2 separate regions of the Oryzias latipes genome follow, and region 1 is linked to region 2. The links are chromatin contacts, called in public Hi-C maps. All regions are on one chromosome and are shown on one strand. The core of a region is the stretch at or near the end of the contact, and the rest is flanking DNA. Distances in the headings are between cores, read along the strand shown.

Region 1 (6,602 bases), core at 199-2,698, 88 kb after region 2:
GCCCTCAAACTCCCCTAACACGTTAAGGTGGCGGTTCACAGGGCAGTAGTTCAAGTTATTAAAGTGATAAACTGGCCAATAAGATGCCTCAATAAAGGTAGGCGGTCTCACATCGAATGTTCAAAGCGTTTGATTGACAGATTCTCCTGAGCCGCCTTTCATTGGAAGGGGTGTGGCCTTCCAACATGCTCACTCCTGATTGGACAGAGCGGTTTCCATAGAAATGAAGATGGACCAATCACTACTTATTGAGGAAATCTGACTCCGGAATGGCGACAAACATCAGAGAAAAATGGCGATTGAATTGACTTCATTTAGTTGGAACCAGAAGGATGACATCACAATCGCTCTGTCCAGTTCTGCTATACAGACTATGGTTCAGCCTGGACAAAACGCCCCCTGCTGGACATTTCCCTAATAACCAAATTGCTAGGAACAACAACTGGACGAACCATTCTGACCTGTCAAAGCCTGAAGAGAAGAAAGACATTTGTGATTGACAGGCGGGTTTATTTAGGATTATTGCTGAATCGTTTTGAGTGGGTCCTTCATTGTGTTTCACTTTATTCTATATGTGGTACCACTGAATTGTTTGTTAGGAAACAATGATCTAGAATAGTTTTAAGGTAAAAAAAAAAACTAACCAAAGCGGTTACTGGTCCAGATTCGGCTGTAGCCGTGCTTGGAGGTGGTACATATGTACATAAAATTCAGCCTAAACTGCATTTCTGAGTATTTTCTGGTTGGAAGCCCAGCAGGTTTTTGTCTGAGATCTTTCCTTCTCATTCTTACAACGTTCCCGGTGAGGACATTTCTTTATCGTTCTTGTGGCGTTCAGGATCACATTTAGAGGAGCTGACTCACGCCGGTGACCGGCCTCTGTTGTTCTCCTCTGCTGTGCGACACCAGAACCGTTCTGCAGCGACTGCTCCTCTGCTGCACGCCGACCACCTTCATTTCTGGAGCCCCTCCTCCACCATCCATGGAAAATGCTGCACACATGTTCACACAATAAATAACACCATCACACAACAGGAAAAGGACAACAACTACTAAACAAAAGAAATCTGCCTTTTTACCCCCTCCCACACCAAAAAAAGCCCCAGAATGCATCATGCTGATGGGATTGGGCAGCATCGCTTTAAGCGGGGCAAATGACGATGAGCGGAATGCCTCCATGTCCAGCTTTGTGAGGAACCTTTACTCAGGGTCTTCCTCTGGTTTCATGCAGGTTCAAATAACAGATCAGCGCTGTCTGCTGGGGGGGGGGCATCCTTCCTGTCATCTATTTTTCACCACGTTTTAATCCGTCCTCTATTTCCTTCATTCCAGCGGTTCCTATATCCTTCGTGACCCCAGCCGGCCTGTTTGGTAATACAGGCCTGAGCGGCCTCCCGTCTCCACACATAGCAGGTACAACAGCACCCCCCACAGCCTCGGGACGGGGAGGCGCCGTGTCCACTCACGGCTCCCCCATGGGTGGCTCTGCAGTCCTTTGTTGGAGCCTGCAGTGAAGAAGGAGCATGCAGCTGCTGTTCACACATTCATCCTGACACGGGGGGGGGGGCACATGTACCTGCAGGATTCACCACACAGAATTAGGTGACACCACTCAGGACATGTAGACATGTCTGAACTCACAGTGGAAAGAAAACAGCGTTAATCTTTTTTCTCCTCAGATCTCTGAAAAATCTCCTCTGCACAAAAACCCACACATCCAATGTCATCAGATTTGTAATTTGCATTAAAGACGGAGCGATACAGATGGGATTAGTGCTGATAAATGAGAAAGAGCCTCAACAGTGTTCTCCCCACAGGCGCAGAGTGACCCCTGGAGGACGCAGGCGGAACTGCAGCTCCTTTGTTTTACAGGAACTGATTTTCACACAGAACTTCCTTCACTTCAACTTCTGTTGACTGAAAAAGACCTTTTGTCTGCATAAATAAAGGTAAATAACAATATTAATACATTCCTATCAATTATGAGAGGAGCCCAGAGAAGGACTGGCCATCTGTCCAGGGTGGACCCCGCCTTCGCCCAGCAGCAGCTGGGATAGGCTCCAGCAACTTTGTGACCCTGAAAGGGATTCAGCAGGTTGGATGGATAGCTGGATGAATGGAAGGATTATAAGAGGATTCCTACTAAAACAACAGCAAAAAAACAAAAGGAATGAAAGTAATGACAAAGTCTTTAGAGATCACAATTCAGGTGAATTTTCATAAGCAGCGTTTGTTTGGCATCAAATCCTGCTAGAGTGCCAAACATCCTCCGATGGTCAGAAAGGAAAAGCATCAGATTCCCAGTGAGTCCTGCGGCGGACAGGTCGCCTTCAGGCAGAAACCTGGAAAACGTTCCGTCTTTTTCAGCCTTTTGGACGAGTTCCTAATCTGATGGCTGCTTGTAACAATCATGAAAAACCTTTTCAGGTCCAGAAAATACACAATTACATGTTTTTAGAGCTAAATCTTCTTTGGAAAATTCAGGAAAACTAATCTGAGTTTTGCAGCAAGAGGATAAGTGACGGCGCATATGTGGGCTCATCCATGAAAAAAAGAGCTTACTGCTTCATGTTTCTGAACGCACGGCAGAAAAAGAGCCTGGTCTTTGTGCTGCTGAGCTCAAACAGTTGGCCTGAGTGGTGACGCTGAGCTTATTGTTTCTGATCCATTAAGGATTAAGCATAAGTTTTGTGGAACTGCAGAAGGACAGTTGCTGCTTCATTAATCTGATTCCCAGCAGCAGCGGCTCCTGAAACATCAGCATGTTCTCTTAATCCCTCGTGTTGTAAAAGAGAAATTGTTTTTGCTTTTCTTTGGAATCCAGCAGGAATTAGGAGTCAGGGAAGCAGATGGATCTTCTAAGACCCAAAAAAGTACAAGGCAGATTATGATTAATGCTTTTCAATATTGTTATGCTGATGAAACTTTTGACAATCAAGCCACAACAGCAGATGAACAGATAGAGTCACAGCAGAGCTGCTGCTCCGCCTGGACCTTTCAGGACCGTCCTGCTGAGAGAGTGCTAACGCTACACCCCTGTGCCGCCCGGGGGGGGGGGGGGGGTCGCTTTTCTAACCCGCTGCATCCCTGTCGGGGTCACAGGGTCACTGGAGCCTGTCCCGCCTACTGTCAGGCGAAGGCGGGGTTCCCCCTGGGCGGGTCGTCAGGCCGTCCCACACAATCCCACGGTGACAACCTGCAGCGTGTCTTTGGACTGCAGGAGGCAGCCGGAGTGAAAACACACGTGCACGGGGAGAACGTGCACACTCCACACAGAAAAGTCCCAGTCGGGATTCGAACCATGGCCTTTCAGTGAAAGGCCAGAGTGGTGAGCACTGCACCACTGTTCCTAGAATTCATGCCTTCTTGGATAGCAATATACATATTTTTAATTTTTTCAATTCATCTGGACCACCAGTTGTTGCAGAGGTGGAGCGGTCGTCCTCTGATCCAAAGATCAGGCTTGGTTCCCGCCCTGTGTGAGAATGTGTGTGTGTGTGTGTGAGAGAGGGTGTGTGTGTGTGTGAGAGGGTGTGTGTGTGTGTGTGTGAGAGAGGGTGTGTGTGTGTGTGAGAGAGAGGGTGTGTGTGTGTGTGAGAGGGTGTGTGTGTGTTTGTGTGTGTGTGAATAGCTGAATGGAAGTCTGGTAAAAAAGCATTAAATTAGTTTTTATCATGAATAAAACTTTAGAAATCTTCCATCAAACTTAGATTATTTGTTGTTACAAAATTTCTTTTAGGTTTTTTTTTTCTCTGAGAGGCAAATAAAATCCAAATGTTCCAAAAATCTGAGTTTTTTTTCTCTTTGTGATTTGCATGAACCCCAAAAAGACACTCTTGTTCCCTCATCCGTGTTTCAAACATCGTCTCTCCTTCTATGGAGTCACGTTTGTGCCATTATTCCAAGAACGACTCTCACGGTTTTCAGCGTCAGACTTAAAAACTTTGTCTTCTCAAAGTCTTCTTTTGCACTTGAAACGTAAAAATCAGTCCTGCTCCTCCAGGAGATTCCTGCTGGTTTTTGGACACATTTCTGTCTTCATGCTCATTGTCACGAATGTAAAAACCTTCAGGATTATTCAGACTTCTGACGCCTCGGAGGATTTCAGGCTGAGATCTGAAAATGCACAAACCAACACAATCCACACCTTCAGGAAACTTTGTCATTTATAGCTCATTTTACAGCAGTCTGAGATCCTGCAGGTGCTCAGAAAAGAGTTCAGTGAGGTGAAAGTCGTCTTCATTGGGTTTGAATCCCAACTTTACACACATAATTGAAGTGCAAAGGCTTGTTCTAGTGTCTCTTTAAAGTCATCTTCAGACTAACATGGAGTCAGTGAAGTGAACTGCGGACCTCAGTGATGCTCGTCTGGATGTTCTGGTTCTGGCCGTGCTGCTGCGTTGTGGACTAACTGGAGACGGTTCAGTGACACCAAAGTACAGAGAACTACGATCATTTATGCCAGAGGGAATCGTGGCCTCCAGCCCTACTTTACATCATCAACGCACTCTAAACGTTCTTTGAGCCCCTTTCACCCAAACTGAGGGGCGGATCTATCTGCAGATGATCTGCGTAACAATGAAAAGACGTCCTGTTGAGCAACAACAGCAGCAGGACCCAGGATAGACCCCTGGGGAGCCCCACGGGACAGAGGGGCCACCGATGAGCAGGCCTCACCAATCCTGACAGAAAAACCTGTCCCTGTCAAACGGGACTTCAACCAGTCAAATGTGATGTTCTGGTCGAGACAGGAGAACCGTGTGGTCCAGAACCAGCTGCCTGAACGGACACAACGGCGTCACTGTGGACCTACAGCGGGGCGGAGCCTGATGCTGGAGCAGGATCCGCGGTTCTGAAGTCTTTCTAAATGTGGGTGGAGTCAGATGTGTGACGTCTGGTGTTTGTGCAGCAGAGGAAAGATGAAACTTTCTGTTTCTGTCTGATCGGCTCTCCTGGAGGTTTTCCAAAAGGGTTTGAGTTCAAAATGGCTTTTCAGAGGGTTTCCTTCCTCTGTGCCTGCAGGAGGAGCAAAGAGCGCCGTCGGCTTCATGCATGGAGGCCTGCAGAGAGTCCTCCCAGAAAACAGAGGGGAAGGGGGGGTGGGATCGACCGTGTGAGGAGCTGAGGCCGCCTCAGACCACTGTCAGCATCCCGCCAGAGTGGCGAGCGACAAGCAGACAGCAAACAAACACGGCTCTGAGCTGGAGTGAACGTCGGCTCACGCCGCAGACGTGACACGTGAAGCCCCCCCCTCTGCCCGGGGCGGGGACACCCGTCCTTCCTCTGATGGCGGTCCTCACAAACTGTGGCGCAGACGCAGAGGACACGCTCGTCTCCAGCAGACGTCTCGTGGCGGCCGCTATAAATAAAGCCGATGAGAGCAGCCGGCCACCGACAAGCACACGCCGCCGCGAGGCCGCGTGAGCGTCGCAGAGGCCCCGTCGTCTCCTGGCAAAGCAGGAAGCATGTGAGCTTTAGACGGACAGCGAAGCTTTTATTCAGGCCGAGCCCAGCAACAGGTCAAAGGTGAAGGACGGGTGGAAGGCTGTTGCATCAGGGTGACCTCCATGACCTCCAGTCCATTTAACATTAGTGATGTAAGCAACATGTGAGGTTAGTGTGGGGGGGTCATTGGTCCCAGCTGGGCCCAATAAAACCTGAGAAAGCTGCTCTATGTTTCATACTTCTGTACAGGAAGAGCTTCACATGACAAGCTGATGTCATGAAGAAACCCCCCCATCCAGAACCCCCCCCTCAGATCCAGACATTCGTCAGCGCCGAGTCAGAGCGGAGACGGGCGCCGCTGGAGCGGAGGAGATTTTGTCTAAAGGGGACCGTGAGCGAAGGAGCTCTGATCTCCAGCATGTTTCTTCTCAGCAGACACCCCTGCTCTGATGTTGCTGCACCACTAATGTTTGGTTGGGGGGTGAGGGGCTGTAAGCTAGTGGGAGGAACTGTAACCAAAGGGATGATGGGAAATGAGTACCATGTTGCTACAGTCCCGCCCACAACTCAGAGATGAACTCCTGCTGCTCTGCAGAAACTACGTCCTAGAAAACCACCCAGGTTTTTGGAAATGGCTGAAAATGACATCATCATCATTAAAAGACGACTGGGAACGGTTTGGAAACAGATCAGAAGATGATCGAAACAAGACTTTAAGGAGCAATTTTAGTCAAAGGTAAAAGTCAAAAGTTTGGGTATAAATAAAACTTTAACACAAATAAAAAAGTCCAAAAGCCTTTTTTCAAACTGCAGATTAAGACAAAAACATCCAGTCGGCATACATGGAAGCTCTAGTTGAAGCATTCATCACACGATGGAGATCCTCGTTCCGCTCTGGTCTTCTCTTTCCGTGAAGAAAAGAGGCTGAAAGTGACCCGTTTTTCTTTGCAGCTGGATTTAAATCCTCTTTTGATGGTTTGTAGATTTACCAAAAATGACTCAGCAATCCCAAAAGGGAATAAAGTGGGTTTGGAAGATGGGGAGTAAAACGCCTTATTTTGATCTAAATGTTGTTTTTTGTCATTTTAACCATTTAAACCAAAAGGCATTAACGTTGTGCTTCTTTATCAGTGAAGGCTCCTGATGAACTAAAACTG
Region 2 (6,689 bases), core at 317-2,816:
AAGGAACAGCTGAAAACACTGTCCTTCAGACGCAGCTCCTACAGTAGAAAAAAAGACTTTGGACAATCACTGAGCGTTCAGTTTGACATCAAAAGAGGCAGCCGACGCAAGTCTGAGGCATGAACCGCGTTGGGTGTGCACGCAGTATGCCAGGCGTGACAGCGAGCGCTTGAATGAGCCACAGATGCTTTATTTCCTTCTTTCTGCTCTGCAGCGCCGCGTCTCCGTTTTCTCCGTAAACACGCATGTCACCGCTCATCGCCACGACGACCGTCTGTGTCTTATCCATCAGGTCGCTGAATTCAAATCTTTTGCTGTGAAGTTCAGCAGAGCTTTGGCCTTCTTCGCCTTCAACATGTTGACTGAGGCTCCGTGGTCAGAGCACAGAGCACCGTTAACATTGGGAGTGGGGTCATCTAGACCCACTAGACAGTGCTCTGAACCTTTTTTCTTCAATGATTTGTGATCTTCACAGGTGTCCATGGATTACATGAAATCTTTCCACCTTTATCCACCTTTGTCATGGTAGGGAGAACACCTCAATGTGAGGGGGGGGGGGGTCATCTAAGATAGCACAAGGGTTACACTGGCAGGATTATCAATCCAGCTGTGGTCCTGATTTCAGGTCAGCATCTGTCTGTTTGATGAGCTTTTCTGAAAATCCTCCAGGTTTCTGTCTGAGCCGCACAGATTGTAGATTGTCTTCTTCCTCTTTACATTCAATTTACATTCAATATTAAAACATGAACTTCACTGACTTTTGAAAAAGGTTTAACAACAACTCTGCTCTTCCAAAACCAACCCAGTCTGGTCTCTAGATAGGATTATTTGGTTCAATGTGCATCAAATCGTAAACTTTGATCTTCCGCTGCAGGAGCCAGTGGCGAGGTGGGCGGAGTTGCAGATTTGAACCCTGGTTTCCAATGCAGCAGTCCTACACGCCTCCAACCGAGACATCCAACCGCTTTTCTAAACTCTTTTGTTAAAAACAGACAGATGAGAGCTGAAGGCCTCTTGAGTTGGACAGATGTTACTGTTACAACAGGGGTTCTGGATCTTCTGACACACTGCGTGGAGATGGGCCGCCGGAACCAGGAAGCCCTGTTGCCAAGGGCCTGGTTCCCCCCACCAGGGATGGGGTAGGGGAAAGATGGTCCCAGGTCCCACCTTCCTTGTGTACTGTGGGTGTGTACGTGTTGGAATGTAAATTGTTTTGGGGTAAAGGGTAAGAGTACTAAAGGGTGCAGTTAAAATGGGTGGGTGTGGCACTGAGAGGACATCTGAGAAAGCCTTTTTTCTGAACTCTACGATGTGAAATAGTCATTCCTGTAGGGGGCAGATTGTTTGGCTACACATGTTATAAAGAGCTGAACGAAGGCGGTTACACCTCCACATGCCTCTCTGAGTTGTTTTGCAGTCTAAAGACTGTCAGACATCTGCATCCTTGCTCCCTGATGAAGGCGGCGATGATGATGGTGCACTTTTGGGGCCAACAGATTAAAACAGTAAGCCGGTGACCCATTACTGAAGGGGTGTTTGAGCCCATAATCCGTCTGTCTTGTTGTAAGTGAAACCTGCTTTGTGGGGTTTTCAGCCGCGGTGCTGACAATACAAAGGATCCTTTGACGGGACTGAATGCTGTTCTCTGCTTTTTGGACTGCAGGCAAACACAAAGACAGAGCAGATATTCTCCAGGAAGTCCTAAAAACCTCCTGACTTTCCCCAGAAATGGATGCTTTGGTGATCCTGCTCTGGCTGTTCCTGCACCAACAGCAACCGTGTTACAGCAACTTCTGCCAGGCCTTGAGATCTGCCATGAGAAGTGATGCACAGCATGCCCCCCCCCACAGGTTCCATAACTACACATTCAGCAACAGCAATTGAAAATGATTGATTACAATATTTTAAACTGGTCAACGGTCTGACCCCCCTGGGACAGAGGATCAAGAATTTTTGAGGAAATAAATGTCATGACTGGCTTTTATTTAGGCCCTGCAAAGTGGCGGTGACCTGTCCAGGCACTCCCCCACCTTCCCCCAACAGTAGCAGGGACAGGCTCCAGCAACACTGTGACCCCAAAACAGAGCAGCAGGTTCTGAAAAATGATGGATGGACACAAACCAGAGATCCTTCACAGAAGAGTTGGACTAGAATCTGTTTGGGAGGTTGTGGGCGGGACAGATGTGGACGGGTTTATTGGGTCAGGCCGCTGCGTCTTACCGTCTGAGCCCACGCCGTGGCATAGTGACACATTTTTATTTTGAGGATTATCTTTTCTTAAAGGGGGGTGGACAGACGTTTGTGTGCAACTCATAGTGTTTCCAATGTCAACAAACACAAATCTGTGAGCATTCTGAATGGGGGGGGGGTCTCTGCAGAAAGCTGATTAAGCTAAAGTCAGGACTCATTCATGCTGGTTTCTGTCTCACATCCTGGTACTCGTACAATCAGAAGACATGATTGGTGACTTAAGTCGAGTGTTTGAGTCTATGGAACATCCATTCAACTGCATATTAAAGGATCCTTAAAGGAACATTCTTCTGACAATAAAAATGTTCCTTTTTTCCCAACTAAATCTAAAGAGGAAGAAACTAAATTCCAAGTCTTTCCTGAACTCCCCATAACATAATAGATGAGTTTTTTTACAGTGGGGGTGTAGGAAATAATCGATTCAGTGACATATCCCAGTAATTTATTTGGTGATTCTTATCTATATATTTATAGTTGTTTATTCATCATCTTATCTGCAGCAGACTGAATCTCCAGAGAACCATCTGAAGTTAAATTTTCAGTCATTGTTTCTGCCTGAACTGTGACGGATGAGCTCACTAAAACATGTACAGCTTGGTTTTAACTAGGGATGGGTAGCAGAACTCTGGCCCAAGTTGCTGCCGGTACCATTTAACCCTTGTGCTATCCTATGACCCCCCCCTTCCATTGAGGTGTTCTCCCTACCATGACAAAGGTGGATAAAGGTGGAAAGATTTCATGTAATCCATGGACACCAGTGAAGATCACAAATCATTGAAGAAAAAAGGTTCAGAGCACTGTCTAGTGGGTCTAGATCAGTGTTTTTCAACCAGTGTGCCCTCATTCACTGATCTAAAAACATTTCCCATCTCCAGGATTTCAGCTTCTGTGTTCATCCAAACCAGCCCTGATAAAACAATGAGTAGTTAGGAATATGACAGATCACAAAATACTTTTTTCTTTCTGTTTATTTGATTCTATTAAAGACATTTTGGTAAGAATGACGGTGCCGCGATTAAGCTGCAACTACAGCTATATTAGGAAAAGTCCCGCCCCTTTAACTGTCTCCGCCAATCATTCTTGAAGGCTCAATCATATGTCATCAGTCTGACCAATCAGACGTGGTTAAAGTCTTCACTTCCTTGTTCTGATTCTGCTGATAAAGTCTCTCAGTTCCAACAGAAATACCAGCTAAAGCTCGTCTTTAGTGGTGTAGCTTTCCACAGAATCCGGTGTCAGACCGTGGAACAAGTGAACAAAACAATGAAGCTCAGAGATAAGAGTCTGTCTGACATCACTACATCTCCCATGATGCATTGGGTTAAAGCGACAGCGTCTCAGCGCATAATGAGTCTTCCTTGTTAAACGTCTTGAAACCACAACGAACACATCAAACAGTTTTTAAATCTTCTAACTTAACTTTTATTTCATCTTTAAGAAAAAGCAGCTGCAACTTCCTGCTTTTGCTGCCACAATTATCACAAAAATGCACGTGAGATTGCGGGTGGAGGGGGGGGTGTAGATCAATACAGACTGTGAGTTTCTGCTTTTCTTTTTTTGGATGCTTGTGTGCCGCGGGGTTTTTGTCAAGGGTTACCCTTGTTCTATCCTAGGCACTTCAACATTGGGAGTGGGGTCATCTAGACCCACTAGACAGTGCTCTGAACCTTTTTTCTTCAATGATTTGTGATCTTCACTGGTGTCCATGGATTACATGAAATCTTTCCACCTTTATCCACCTTTGTAATGGTAGGGAGAACATGTCAATGGAAGGGGGGGGGGGGTCATAGGATAGCACAAGGGTTAAAATGTGCCGTGGCTCAAAAAAGGTTGAAAAAAACTGGTCTAGATGACCCAACTCCCAATGTCAAAGTGCCTAGGATAGCACAAGGGTTACTGCGACAATAAGCTGGCATCATAACAACGCCATAGTGTGATATATACAGGGCACAAGTGAAGGTCTGAGCTCCCGGCGTCTGTGTTTTCAAAAGCATTGAACTTTGAGGGACGGGGCCACGCCTTTTTTCTTCTGTGATTTATCACCCTTTTCCTTGACTTTGTCTGGGGAACTGACGTCGCCGTGTAATTTATCTCTCTCCGCTCCTTTAGAGTGTTGAATAATCAATGAAGAGGTTTTCATGAATTCTTAGGGCTGAAGGAAGCTGTGTTAACATCAGCTAAGAGGAACGTTAAGAACTTCAGTTTACTGTTGCTGTTTACGTGCTGCACATTCTGCTGCCACCCACCTTTAGAAACAGCCAGAATAATGGACGGTAGTTATGCAGAGAGGTCCAGTCACCGATTCAACAGAAGCAGATTTCCTGGCCTTTAGGAATCGACCCGATCAAACTGAAAGATCAATGATTGAGGCAAGAGGAGGGAGAGTTGAAGCCAGATGTCTGAGCGTGTTGGTGTCCATCCAAAAACAGCCTTAGCCTTAGATGGATGGAGGGATTGAATGATGATGGTGGTCTCTGTCATTCCTGTAACGGTAAAGGGTTTCCTTCAAAGGAAGGCTTCCCTTCTTGGTTTACTGTAAACGTATCACAGATTTCTGAAAAGAGCTCAGACCAGGAAAACAAAGACGGTCATGGATCGATTTGTCTGCAGATGCATCAGAAAGGGGCGGAGCTTGGAGCTTGTGACCTGCCGACTGTAGTTTGTGCTTAAAAACTACAAACTTTTTCAAACAGCACATTTATCTGCTCCTGATTCACAATGTTTCGAAAAATGAAACACTCAGAAACACCATTTTATCCGAATTGTCCTCATATTTGTCCTCCGTCATTAATAAAATGCTACAAAAACGTGTTAAAAACACCATTTTCATCCAAGTGGGTCTGTACTTGTTTCCACATTTGAAAAAAGAAGGGAATGTTTTTGAACCTGATGTCCACTAAGGTGCTTGCTGCACTGTGATGTAAGCCAGGATGTTATCCTTCTGGCCCGCAGAACGTTGAGGAAGACAAACCACATTCACACCTGGAGGAAGTTTCATCAAATATGTCTACAGGGCTTCTCTTTTATGCCCTTTCTCTATTCTAGTGGTTCCTAAGCTGGTCCTCGGGAACACTGGCCTGTATTTCTGCTCAGACACACCGGCCTTTGATGGCTGTCATTGTCTGGCTTCTGCAGAGCCTGATGGATCAGGTGTTCATGAAAAACATGTGTTTCCTGAGGACCAGGGTTGAGAAACACTTCCTTTCTTACAAAATCACCTTCTTATGCAGCGCTGTTGCAGAGAGTAATACGGGCGATTGGTTGGTCGTTTGGTCACGTGACTGCTAGAACAGTTCTGAATGCTGTGGGCTGGGGGGTGTTTCAACAGAAAACACTGGAATAACTCACCTATTAACCCTAACTTGAACATGACAATGAGTTCTCTGGACTCAAACGGCCTCCACAGTCACCAGAACCCAATAGAGAACCTTTGGGATGTGGTGGAACGGGAGACCAGCATCATGGATGTTCAAATCTGCAGCAACTGTGTGATGCTGTCATGTCAACATGGACCAAAGTCTCTGAGGAATGTTCCCAGAACCTTATTGAATCTATGGCACCAAGGATTAAGGCGGTTCTGAAGGGAAAATGGGTCCAAACAGGTACCAGCAAGGTGGCAGGTGCGTGTAAGTTGTATGAAAGTGAAAACATGCTGGGAAGAATCAGGACGAGATAAACACACATTATTCTGATTTATCAGCATCAACTAACAGCATTATTGCATAAAGAGCAGAAGATTATCCTTTCTGCATGTCACCTGAAAATGTCAATAAACCAACATGTGACTGGATGTTTGGTCAGTATGTAACATACGTGTTGGGTTGTGGTGAGGAATGTTCCCATCAGTTATGTCTGATGTTCAGCCCTGAACATCAGCAGCAGCATAAACAGTCGGCATCCGTTCTGCCTGATTCACCATGGACACTCAGTCACTCAGAGACCAACGTCTCTGAGCTCCTCAGTCTGCCGCACATCATTTTCCTGATGAGATGCTGTGCAGATGTTTACATGCTCTGTCTGCTTTCACTGTAATCCTGCATGCAGCGAGGGCGCGTGGATGAAATTAAACAGATATGCTTATCAAATCTATTTATTAAAGAAGAGTATCTGAGATATAATCCTAATATGTTACTACTGGGATTGTAGATGTACATACATTCTGGAAATCTACCAGCAGTAACCCCAGGGGATTAGCAGGAAGGTTATTGTAATATTTTAAATAACACAAAAGCAGATTTGATTTTTAATAGACTGAAAGGCCATCTGGGAAGGGGAAGGGAGGGGGGGGTCTGTTTCATGAAAGTCAATGTGCTGAAATACCTCCATGTTTCAGTGAGTCCTATTGAGTTTGGGCCATTCCAAAAGGTTTGCTTAAAAAAACCCTTCGTGTCTGATGAAAGGTGCCTCTCAGGACGAGGACGCCACATTCTCTGTTAGTC

What was found. Hi-C and Micro-C count contacts between places; a contact is called where the count stands out from the background.
Region 1: a Hi-C map of embryo shows a contact between it and region 2, with 2.7 times the contacts expected there. The contact joins two enhancer-like sites. A contact is called at or near these places in 3 of 5 Hi-C or Micro-C datasets (embryo, fibroblasts and gastrula embryo).

Annotation. Positions count from the first base shown.
Region 1 is chr9:32,732,058-32,738,659 of ASM223467v1, forward strand. No RefSeq gene overlaps it. Among protein-coding and RNA genes, the nearest start is that of paqr3, 3.5 kb to the right of the region's middle. Within about 2 kb of position 1,449, at least 5 of the 8 cell types and tissues checked have an H3K27ac peak or open chromatin away from gene starts, as enhancers often do. A contact at or near this core is called in embryo, where this site is marked.
Region 2 is chr9:32,644,280-32,650,968 of ASM223467v1, forward strand. No RefSeq gene overlaps it. Among protein-coding and RNA genes, the nearest start is that of paqr3, 91 kb to the right of the region's middle. Within about 2 kb of position 1,567, at least 1 of the 8 cell types and tissues checked has an H3K27ac peak or open chromatin away from gene starts, as enhancers often do. A contact at or near this core is called in embryo, where this site is marked.